Linked DNA regions of Zea mays: regions 2 and 3 are each linked to region 1. A link is a contact called in public Hi-C data. All regions are on one chromosome and are shown on one strand. The core of a region is the stretch at or near the end of the contact, and the rest is flanking DNA. Distances in the headings are between cores, read along the strand shown.

The links. A called contact is a pair of places that touch in the nucleus more often than the background predicts.
Region 2: a Hi-C map of endosperm shows a contact between it and region 1, with 3 times the contacts expected there. The contact joins the promoter of LOC100193229 here to the promoter of LOC100381537 in region 1. A contact is called at or near these places in 2 of 25 Hi-C or Micro-C datasets (endosperm and tassel) and 1 of 3 datasets of contacts at active chromatin or transcription factors (leaf).
Region 3: a Hi-C map of ear shows a contact between it and region 1, with 2.5 times the contacts expected there. The contact joins the promoter of LOC100275494 here to the promoter of LOC100381537 in region 1. A contact is called at or near these places in 2 of 25 Hi-C or Micro-C datasets (ear and leaf mesophyll).

What each region holds. Positions count from the first base shown.
Region 1 is chr1:176,878,185-176,881,799 of Zm-B73-REFERENCE-NAM-5.0, reverse strand. LOC100381537 (putative AGC protein kinase family protein) reads left to right here and starts at 1,554. Exons shown (of 14, transcript NM_001174366.1): 1 at 1,554-2,087; 2 at 2,947-3,121; 3 at 3,307-3,390; 4 at 3,469-3,615. The coding sequence starts at 1,846. It overlaps LOC100383022 (Transducin/WD40 repeat-like superfamily protein), which reads right to left and starts at 868. Exons shown (of 16, transcript NM_001329466.1): 1 at 695-868; 2 at 408-602; 3 at 110-280. The coding sequence starts at 814.
Region 2 is chr1:176,257,400-176,261,281 of Zm-B73-REFERENCE-NAM-5.0, reverse strand. LOC100193229 (peroxisome assembly factor 1) reads right to left here and starts at 1,252. Exons shown (of 9, transcript NM_001371637.1): 1 at 1,120-1,252; 2 at 858-991; 3 at 17-130. The coding sequence starts at 971.
Region 3 is chr1:176,183,252-176,187,235 of Zm-B73-REFERENCE-NAM-5.0, reverse strand. It overlaps LOC100275494, which reads left to right and starts at 2,437. Exons shown (of 12, transcript NM_001360671.1): 1 at 2,437-2,709; 2 at 2,786-3,004; 3 at 3,519-3,578; 4 at 3,944-3,984. The coding sequence starts at 2,548.

The DNA.
Region 1 (3,615 bases), core at 305-2,804:
AGAGCATCAGCAAGCATAACCGTCAATATAAAGTACATTAAAGACCAAGATTTATTATGTGGAAATTGACAGATATTGAGTGACAAAGATTTATTATAAAGCTTCTCACCTCGGCCAGGAGGCCACCCACTTGGCGCCCCTTTGTCAGGTCATAAACTCTCATCTGCCCACACAGCGCTTTTGGTTCACTTGCCAGCTTACTCGTATCCTCCACAGAGATGAATGCAAAGGGGCTCGACACCTCAACTCCTTTTGAGGTCCTATATATGTCAGGAACCACCTGCACTCACGGAATCAAATCACAAGCACGCACATTGGCACATGTAATCTCGATTTTTCTCAGCTCAGAATACAAACTAATGATAACCAGAGCAACAGAAATCGAGGAGGCAGCAGGTTGAGCTTACCATGGAGTGGACGGGGAGCCCAACCTGGACCTTCCGCATCACCTCCGCGGCCAAGAAGTCCCAGTAGATGAGCACCCCGTCGAGCCCCGCCGTCCAGCAGTAGCTCGCAAGCTTGGCCGCCGCGGTCGCCTGCGCTGGCGGCGCCACCACCACCACGGCGGTGACGTCCCCCTCGTGCCCCTCCAGCTCCGACACCTGCGACACACCAAAACCCCCGACAACAGTCACAACCCGCACCTCAACAAATTTCCTTCATCGAAGACGGCGGCGCACGGGGCCGGGCTTACTAGCATGGCGGTGGCGGTGCTGAAGACGGAGACGGCGCGACCGGAGCAGACGAGGAGGAGGCGCCCGTCGGCCGAGAAGGCCGGCGGCGCCGAGACGTAGCTCTGGCCGCCGGTGATCATGGCGGTGACGGCGAGGAGGCGCTAGCCGCTAGGGTTTTGGGGTCCAAGTCCGAGTGGGAATGGAGTGGGGGAGGGAGACGGCGCTGGCTCGACAGAGTAGTAGGGTTTTGGGGCCTTGTTTGCCGAGGCGAACTGGCGAAGAGTGGCTCTGAACGGGTTAACGGGCCTAAACCCGCTTCGTATTTGGGCTGTAGGATAATGGACTGGGCCGAGCCGAGCTCCTTTGTCCCTGTCGATGAGGCCGGGCTGGATTAGGCCTTAGGGTAGCTTGCAAGAATGATGTCCAAGGCCAAGGCTCACAGTGTTATCCTTATCCTTATATCATACTTTAGATTAGATTTAGAATTTCTGATACAAATTTAATTTTCTAACTTTTTTTATCCGTCTGAGATGCTCTTACGTAGGGGTGGTAATGGATCGCGATCCAAATGGTTCTTCACAAAATAGTAGGGCCCTAAATAAATTTTAGTTCAAAAATAAATAGAAATAAGATCCGATCCTAATCCGATCCGATCCTTAAATCTTATAATATAAAATTAAGAGTCTTACGATTCGGTTTTTTATACGTAAACACGAAACACGCGCCCTCGCGCGTCTTTTGAAAGTTGCCACGCGAAACAGAAACAGGCAGCACGTCGTAATAATAATTGGGCATCCCAATCTTTCTTATTTTATCTCGGCCAACGTGGACGGCGCGTGATTTTCTCTTCTCTCGCAGTCGCAGCACGGCAGTCGGCAGCAGGCAGGCAGCCAGCCAGCAGCCAGCAGCTGCGAATCGAAGCGGAATCGAAGCCCACCACCAGCAGCAGTGCCCACTTGCTTGGAGCGCGAGTTTACCCCGAGCAAATCGCGGCGGCGCTCGTGCCCGTGCCTCCCGCGTCGAACCCTAGTGCAACTACCAGATCCGGAGATCCCGCGCGGGCGCGGGCGGGACACCAAGCTTCTGACTCAACTCAATCCCCGCACCTGCCAATGCCACCCCCTCGGCGCTGATCCGATCCCGCCGCCGCCGACACTCGCGGGCCCGCCCCATGGATTCCGCCCGGAGCTGGCTCCAGAAGCTGCAGCCGCGGGACAAGGACAGAGAGCGGGGCGCCAAGACGCCGGCGCCGGCGTCGCCCAACGGTGGCGCCGGCAACTCCGCGAGGATGGCCGCCGCGGCGGGGGAGGAGGCGCTGTCTAGCGCCACCAAGCAGAAGGTGGCGGCGGCGAAGCAGTACATCGAGAACCACTACAAGTCGCAGATGAAGTCGCTTCAGGAGCGCAAGGAGAGGTCAGTCCACTCCACTCCACTCCACTCCACTCCACTTTCCTTCCTGGTGTGATGGCAATGCGCGTGTGCCTGGGTGATTTGAGGGGGCTCAGTGCTGGCAAATCGCTATATTTATCAAGTGATGTAACTTTGAGCTGGGCAGTTGGCCTCGGTCTTCTAGTAATTGCTAAGTGATCATTCATCATTTACTATTATCAGCTTGTCTATGCCATTTTTAGGGGAGCCGGGTTCTGTAGGCCTATTAACATTTTATCTGTTTGCAAATACTTACAAAATTGCTAAGGGTCTGTTTGGTTCCAGGGACTAAAGATTAGTCCCTCCATTTTAGTCTCATTATTTTCTTTTGCAATGAGAAAACAGATTAACCCAACAAGGTGGAACATACCATACATAATTATCAACTTATATGGTCAAGAATGAGGATAAAATCTGCCCATAGAGAAGGGAATAAATTGTAACCAGTTGACTGCTGAAATTAGCCCCAACTTTATTTTAGTGCCCCCATTAGTCTGCATGAGCACTGTTAGCAGATACAGCTTCATATAGAATTATGGATTATGGAAGTAAGTACACCTTGCAGTCTGCTTCTGTACTTTGGTATGAATATAGATGTTCTATCTGTATTCGTATGGGTCTTAGCACCACACTCTTGCAGGGTCGATCGGTCGACTTATTTTCTTGACTATTCACATTTCTCTTTTGCCCATAAGTTACACTTGACAACTCTTCTTCTTTAGGACTTCTGTAGGCCTTATTAAACTGCTGCTGTATATTGTTTTTGGGATCATGCTTCTGCTATACATTGTTGAGTTCTGGCTAAGTTTGCTGCAACCCATGTTGATATCAACCAATATTCTAGGCGTTGGATGTTGGAGAGGAAACTAGCAGATGCAGATGTATCTGAAGAAGAGCAAAACAATATCCTGAAAGATTTAGAAAAAAAGGAGACAGAATACATGCGCCTACGAAGGCATAAAATGGGCGTTGATGACTTTGAATTGCTTACCATTATTGGGAGAGGTGCATTTGGGGAGGTAACAAATATTTGAGTCATCCTCTTTGATACAATATATAGTTGGGTGTTCGTGTTCTGTAATGAACAACAGTTTACTCAATACTTCGAGAGAAAGTTTTCTTGTGAAATACATGCAGGTCTCTAAAGAGACAATGTCTGTTTTCTGTGTCTGCCTGCAGCTTACCCCATTATAATATTTTGCAGGTGAGACTTTGTAGAGAAAAAGCTACATCCAATGTGTATGCAATGAAAAAGCTTAAGAAGTCCGAAATGTTACGAAGAGGGCAGGTATTCCATGATGTTAACTCTAGTAACTGTACTGTGTTATCGAGCTAACTTCTATTTTCTCCAATGCATTGTTTTTAGGTTGAACATGTCAGAGCTGAAAGGGACCTCCTTGCAGAGGTTGATAGTCCTTACATTGTTAAGCTGTACTGCTCATTTCAAGATGATGAGTTTCTGTACCTCATTATGGAGTACCTTCCTGGTGGTGACATGATGACTTTACTCATG
Region 2 (3,882 bases), core at 3-2,502, 620 kb after region 1:
TTAATAAAGCAAGCACCTTCATCAAAGAGAACACTTTGACTAGCTGCTCTTTCAACATGGCCGACATCTCAACATCTAGCCTTGCAGCATCAAACTGGTTCACCCTAGATATTGAAATCGGGATAATGACCTGCGTAAGAAAAAAAATGGCATTACATCCCAAATTAAGGGGGTGTTTGGTTCCTTTAGTCACCCTACTAAACTTTAGGGACTAAACTATAGTCCCTATAAATCCTATTTGGAAGAGCTATTTTACTCACCCTGTTTGCTATTTGCCTATTTTAGGGACTAAAAGTTCTAAAGTTTAGTAGTTGGGAACCAAACACCCCCTAAGTGCGCTAGGTGCCTGCAACTGCAAGCATCATGCTTGTTCTCAGGGCCTGCAACTGCAAGCATCATTGTCTTGCCTAGTTCTCGATTTGCCTAGACTTGAAGAAATCCTGGGTCCGCCACTGCCTGTTCTGACAGACAATCGCAAAACTTGTTTTACTTAAGAACCTCTAAGCCTTTTCATGTTAGTAAAATGAAGAACCAGGAGCCAGCAGCAACACCAGAATTAACAACCATCATAATTCACAACTAAATAATGCCTCCGAGTGCTTGAGACATTCCATACCTATCTACATAAGCAAAACCATACCCAGAACAGAAAATCTAGCGACAATTAGCAATAATCAAATTAGTTGACCTCGCCCTCGGGGAAACTAAAATCCCATATGCTTGCGAGGGATTTCGAGTCTCCATCTCCAGCACCTCACATCACGTAGAACTTAGAAATTATGTGGCATCTCAAAGCGCTACCATACAGCAGAACAAACCCTAGGATGGGAGAAAACAGGGGCATCTGTAGACTGTACCTTGGAGGAATCCCGCAGCGACTCCCACTGCGGGAGGCGACTGCCGAGCTCGACGAGCCATGCGTCCTGCGGCGGCGGCGCCTCCGAGGCAGTGGCCGACTCGACCTGGGGCATGGGGGGCAGGGGCGCATCCACTGTTTGGAGGGGTGAAATTGTAATTACTGGGTATAATATGCATGTAACGGTTGCGAATCGGAAAGTGTAGATTTAGATTTGGGGTGCCTCGGTTCCGCACAGGGAAGCGAAAGGAGTGGGGGCGTACCTGGTGGTCTGGTGGATGCTCGCCACCGGTGAAGGGGCCGGCCGACGAAGACCCGCGCCGCTCACCCAGCCTGCGGCTGCGTTGCTCTGGTTTTTTCTTTTTCCCTTTTTTACACGGCCTTTTTTTTTGTGGGGTTGGGTGCGGGGTGGGGGGGTGCATGTTGTCTGCCTCAAAAAAAACTGTTGAAAAAAGGGAATCTGTTGAGGGCATAAGGGAATCTGTTTGAGAACTATATTTTTTTCCAAGTGATTTCTATTTTTTTAAAATATAAACTAATTTTTTTGGAAAAATAGAATTTCGTTGAGAAAATAGATTTTCTAAATTAGCCCTGATAAGATTATCCAATAAGACCATGGGCACGAAATATAATGAGACATATGGTATTCTAATTTATCTATCATGTATGTTTACAAATTCTTCAACAAAGAAGACATTCCTTGGGCATCTCTCACGTGGGGAAGCTATTATGGCCCTGTTTGGTACAGCTGCTGCTTGTTGAAAAAGCAGCTTATCTGATAAGCTGGTAAAAAGCAGCTTCTGCTTATTGCTTTTAGTTCATTTGGAGAAGCAGCTGAACTGATAAGCTGCTGCAGAAGCTATCTGTTTGGCAGAACTTCGGCTTAAATTTGTGAATAAGCTGAAAATAAGTTGTGCCAAACAGGGCCTATAGCACAAGTAAATTCCCAACCCAGTCTTAACAGAATCTTGGCCCTGTTCGGCACCATAGGAATTTTATGGGGCTGTATTTTTTTCATATATGGTTTGGATGAATCAAGCTTTCCACCCAATCCATTGAGGAATTCAATCCCTAAACTCAATCAACAAATATTTGTTCGTTTATTCCATAATAATCTGAAAACTGAAAACTGAATAACACTATCTAAAAACTGAAAACTGAATAACGCTATCTCAAAACTGAAAACTGAATAAACCCAATCAACAAACAAGCTGAAAACTGCAGTCTGAATAACGCTATCTTTTTTTGACAAAGTAGAGACGAGCACATGTCTGCACAATCTTAAACAACTGAAGAAACAAGTTGAAAACTGCACAGTCTGCACAAGTCGAAGAAACAGTCTCTACATGCACATGCAAGCTTCAGACCACACACACTACAAGCTAAGCCTTATTGACTGAAACTGAATAAACTGAATAAACAGCCTGCATAGACTGAAGATGTGACTTTACTTTCTCTTTCTCTAGAAATATTGATAATATCTTTATCCTTGGACCCTGGAACACCATGAGACAAATATGTACTACTTATTAAGAAGGTAAGAGTAGTCTGCCTCCCTTACGTTCTGCCGTTCTGCCGATCCTCAATCTCCACCGTCCATCCCACATCGTTGTTTTGCGTGCGTCGCCCGTCAGCCGTCGTGCGTGCGTCGCCTCCCGTCTGCCCCTTCCCCGTCCACGCGAAGCTCCCTCTGCCCCCTCCCGTTCGCAGTTCTCCTCCGCACGCTGGCAACCGCTCCCTCCCTCCGCCTCCACCTCCGCCGTCGGGCGCACCCTCTCCCTCGCTCTGGACCTCCCCAAGACTCCGTTCCCACGCCTCGCTGGACCTGCCATCACCGCCGCCTTGTTGGGCACGAAACCCTAGCGGCGCTTGCCGCCCCTGGATACCGCATCCCGCTCCCTGGCGCCTCCGCCCGTGCCCTGCTCCAACCGACATTGTCTCCTCGCTGGGCCATGGCTCCCCTTCGGATCGACGGTTGCGCCACCTAGCCACGCCGTTGGATCGGTGGTGCAGCGCGCGGTGCAGGAGATGGTGGAGGACCCGCTCGGTTGCTGGCACACGCGCCGTCCTCAACTCCTCATGGACCTCGAGCCCGGCACCATGGACTCCGTGCGCTCGGGCCCCTTCGGCCAGATCTTCCGCCCCGACAATTTCGTCTTCCAGTCCGGCGCCGGCAACAACTGGGCCAAGGGCCACTACACCGAGGGCGCCGGCAACAACAGGAACCGCACCCGCCATCCGCGACCGTCAACCACCTACCTGCATCCTCTATCCGCCAGCGATGTCGGTGCCCCCACCGGCAACCGCCAGGTCCCTCCCCACCTCCTTCCTCTCGCCCTCCGTAGCCCCCTCCCTCCCTCGCTATCTCACTATTGCTTTTCCACTTCTATAGGTGTCCCTATGGGGGTCCAGCACGAAGGAGATCACATGTGACACGCTGCTGCAGAAGGTCTCCGAGGAGAACCAGCTCCACAGACACCTTTGTTGTGCCGCCGCGGCTGCCCTCTCCATCCAGGTACCTCCTACGTCACCATCCAACGCCCCCTTCTTCGCCCATCATGTCTAATGAGGTATGAAATCTGCTCGCTGCTCACGGCATGAATTTTTCTTTGAGTTTTCGGGTAATTTAATCGACCTGCGAGTCCGTGCTTCGTTTCAATGATACACATGATTTTTGTGATGTCTATTTCAAGGGAGAGATGCTTGCAATGGCTTATGAAAATGTCTTTCTGTTTCAGTTTTGCACTATGTTCTGTTGTGCAAACCTCTTCCTTTTCTTGTTTGGTGAATGACTGCAGAACCAAACTGATAGCACCCAGCTCCTCAGGTTGTCGTCTAATGCCTACGCATCATTTTTTTGTTGGGAGGGGGTCATATTTCATATTTGGCACCTGAATTAAAAAGGAAATAACTGTTGTACCAATCCTTAGGTGTGCAAAATCATGGCTCTATTTTAAATCATCAATAATACTCCTCATCCTGCAATTTGTACAAATGGTTAAGCAAAACAAAACATGATAGTTTTG
Region 3 (3,984 bases), core at 1,188-3,687, 700 kb after region 1:
GGAACTTTGTAAAGGCCTCGTAGTGGTACCCTGCGTCGCTTCCTTGGTAGAGGTGTATGGGGTCTGATCAACTCCATGGCAAATGGGTAACACGACTTGGGGTAAAGATACGCAACCTCTGCAGAGTGTAAAACTGGTATACTAGCCATGCTCACGGTCATGAGCGGCTCGGACACTCACATGATTAATTTATGGAATTAAACTCAATTTATCATTTCATTGCATTGAGATTATTTTATTATTACTTTTATTTATTCTTTATAAGGTTTGGTATTTACTTATACTTAGTAAATGCTAATAAAATTTTGACCGACTTATAAAAGCAATGCTCAGCTTCAGCCTTTATTACATTAATTTGCCTTACACTTCACATGAACTCCCACCTTTGGTGTGTTCATGCACATTATTCCCTACAACTTGTTGAGCGATGAACATGTGTGAGCTCAATCTTGCTGTCTCACACCCCCACAGGAGAAGAACAGATTGTCGAAGAGAAGTCGCCTAACACTGAGGCTTTCGACTTGATTTAGGTGGCGTCTCCTAGTCAGCTTTGTGGCGCCAGGAAATAATATATAGTTCGCTTTATTTTATCATTTATTTTTGTAATACTTCCGCTATGTAATAAGTACATTTATGATATTTATGACATTTATCTCTATGCACTCTGTTATTATATGTGTTGTTTTCTCTGGCGCATATATGAGATGCACCCGGCTTTGTTCCTTAAAGTCCGGGTGTTACAGTCGACGACAAGATCGCGAGCAGTAGCGTGAGGACGATTCCCAAAAATCTTATTCGCCCTCTCCCGGTGCAGGATCTCGAAGGTGAAGGGTTTCAGAGACATGCTCTCCCGAACGCAGATGCACGTCGACGGTCGGGATGAAGAGAACTACAAAGGCGACGTAGTTGTGAGTAGAGGCGAAAATTGGGATGGGTTTGACGCTGGCTGCCAGGCATAGGGCCGAGTCCGCGAACCAATAACTAAACTTAACAGCCAAGCAACCAAGAGAGCCGCACCCCCGTAAGGCGAGGGGCTGGATTTCGACGGACCATTCACGCGCATGTCGTGCGCCCGCGTCCCGCCCCCGCCAGAAGAGCGAGAGCGCGCACATGTGGTTCTCCACACTCTCTTCTCTCATCCATGACTTGGTGAGTGAGTGTAGCCTCCATATTTAAACTAGTTCCACTCCACTTGTACTAGCAATATGCTACTAATTGTTTCATCATTTTCTAGTCATACCTATACATGGGCTTTTAAGATTTTTCTATGATTTAATTGAATTTGTCAATTGGGTCTAGCCTATAAATCCAACACTGAGAACACGACTTGATAGTTGTTTCATTAAAAATAATAGAATCACACGACTCTAACTACGATAGAGTCCTCGTACGCAGATTTTAGAAGCCACCAAGACAGTGGTAGAGAAAACTCAAATTAATGACGCAAATGTCAACGTGGTGACGGGAGGCAAGGTGCTAGTCAAACGTCTCCAGAGAGAAGCCGGAAGGTTACAGAATGTGCTCAAGTTTCCTGGATCAGCCGGCCTCTTGCAGTTGCAGCACTCATTCATGCTGAGGCTTTTGAGAGAGAAGAAGATGAGCTGACCAAACCGGTGCTGTTCTCTCAGAGGATTCTCTCTATCTCTCAAGATTTGACTTGATTTCTGATCTGAAGACTTTGCCTAACTCGGAATGATCTTGTGTTTAGGAATATATATGAATATCTCCGTCGGGGTTGGAAGTTTAATGAATAATTGAAGTCATGTATTGCATATGGTGCTGATTGAAGTCAAGGCTAATCATACCCTTGTGCAGGCTAGGAGTTGGTCTGATGATTTAGAATCTGTTTGGTTGACTTTAATTCGTACCGTTAGGGCTACTTTGGGAACTCCATTTTTCTCATTGAATTTCTATTTTTCCAAGGAACAATAACTATTTTTTCTTAGAAAAATTGAAAATTTCTTGGAAAAATATGGTTCCTAAATTAGCCCTTAGTGTTTTTATATGGATAGCTGTAGTAGGTCAAACAGCCGTCAGGTTTGTTTGTTGGACCCCGAAAGTTTAGACATGTTTGTAAGTTTTTGCATTTTATTCGACTGGTAAAGGTTAATCTGTTCTGTACACGTAAAAGAACTGCAGAAAGACCATTTAGCAGTAGGCTGGGGCAGACTATATGAATGTATAATATATCGTTAATATTAATTAGTTTAAAAATATTGTAATCATGACCATCTTATTTAAATTTGCTCAGTAATTACGACTCAAGTAAAGTAATTAAGGTACAACTTATCTTAAGCGAGAAAATCACAACAAACATTCGGTAATTACGACCCGTGGTTTCAAAAAGTCCGGGTGGAGGCTGCCCACCGGAGTCCGGAGCCGCGGATTGACGAGGATTCCATTCAATCACCTGTACAGAGCGCCATCGCCACGTCGACATCAAAACCCATCCACCTCCCTTCTTCCTCTCCAGTCTCCACGACAACAACCCCACCCATCTCCTCCTTCACGAACCTTCTAGAACCCCGTCCAGAACCCTACCCAACCATGGCGGCCTCCCTCCTCTCCCGCGCCGCCGCTGCCGCCGCGGCGCTGCGCGGCGCGGCCCGGCCGAACCACCTCCTCGCTCGGGCCTCCCTCCCCAAGGAAACCCTCCTTCCTCCCCTACTACTACTCATCATCATCATCACCGCCGCTACGCCCCTCGCGGTCGTAAACCCCCGCCGCTTTGCCGCCGCCTCGATCCTCCTCAATCTGATGTGGTCCTCGGTTCTCGCGCGTGCAGGGTCGGGTCGGGTGGGCGGCGCGCGCGGCGGAGGGCGCCGGTGGGCCCCGGTGCGGCCCGTCGCCACTGCTGGGCGCGTTCGGGATCGCGGCGCGGTGCAACGCCACGTCGTCTTCGTCCGCGGTGTCCGAGGCCACCGGCGTCCACACAGTGCCCCCGACGGAGCCCGTGGTGTCGGCCGAGTGGCTCCACGCCAACCTCAAGGACCCCGACGTCAAGGTGCGTGTAGCTCTCTCTCAGTAGTAGTCAGTGCTGGACTGGGGCGATCTCTGCCTGGTCTGTGAATTATTACTTGCACAACGCGTGACTTGCAATTTGACAAGTCAAACACAGTATTAGTAGCTATTGATTGCCATCTTAGTAACGACCTCTATGGTTAGAGTTAGACTTATCTGACATAATCTATCGGAGTCTTGTCATTAGATGGACCTAAGCTGTCTAAGAAGAAAATAGGCACCTTAATTTCGAATAAGTGGTTAATGTGCTTCTACTACAGTTCAACCGGAAAGCTGGGGCTTTCACTTACTTTTTAATCTTCACAATCAGCGCTGCTCAGAATATTTAGGCTTGTTTGACACTGTGGTATAGACTTACCATGATCAGTAATAAAACGATAAAACGTACATTCGCAAATTTAACTACAACGATGGGATTTAGTTACCAGTTACGCCTCGTTCTGTCAAATGTGTCTTTCTTCTGATCCACCATTTGTTAACCTTACACTTCTGTCTAGGTACTTGATGCCTCTTGGTATATGCCTGCAGAACAAAGGAATCCATTACAAGAGTACCAGGTATTCATTCAGCTTGTTTTTGCAGCTAGGATTTGTGGATTCTTATGCTAACTAGTATGCCATTGACTTGCATTTCTCTGATGATTTTGTACACATTTTTATTGATCTAATTATTTTTTTGGTGAATCAAATCCCGGTGCATCTAAACTTCCAAGTTATTTCCTCAGTGTGTCACTCACTACAGGGGAATGCTTATCAGTAGGCACATCATACCTAAACTGCTACATTAGGATATGATATAATTATCAGGTGTACCAACCCTAGTATATACTAGCAACTGTACCTAACCTGTCCATTATGGGAAATGATAGGTCCATAACTGAAAGTATAATGTGGATGTTCTAATGATTCAATCTTGTTTCTAGGTGGCCCATATCCCTGGTGCTTTGTTCTTTGATGTTGATGG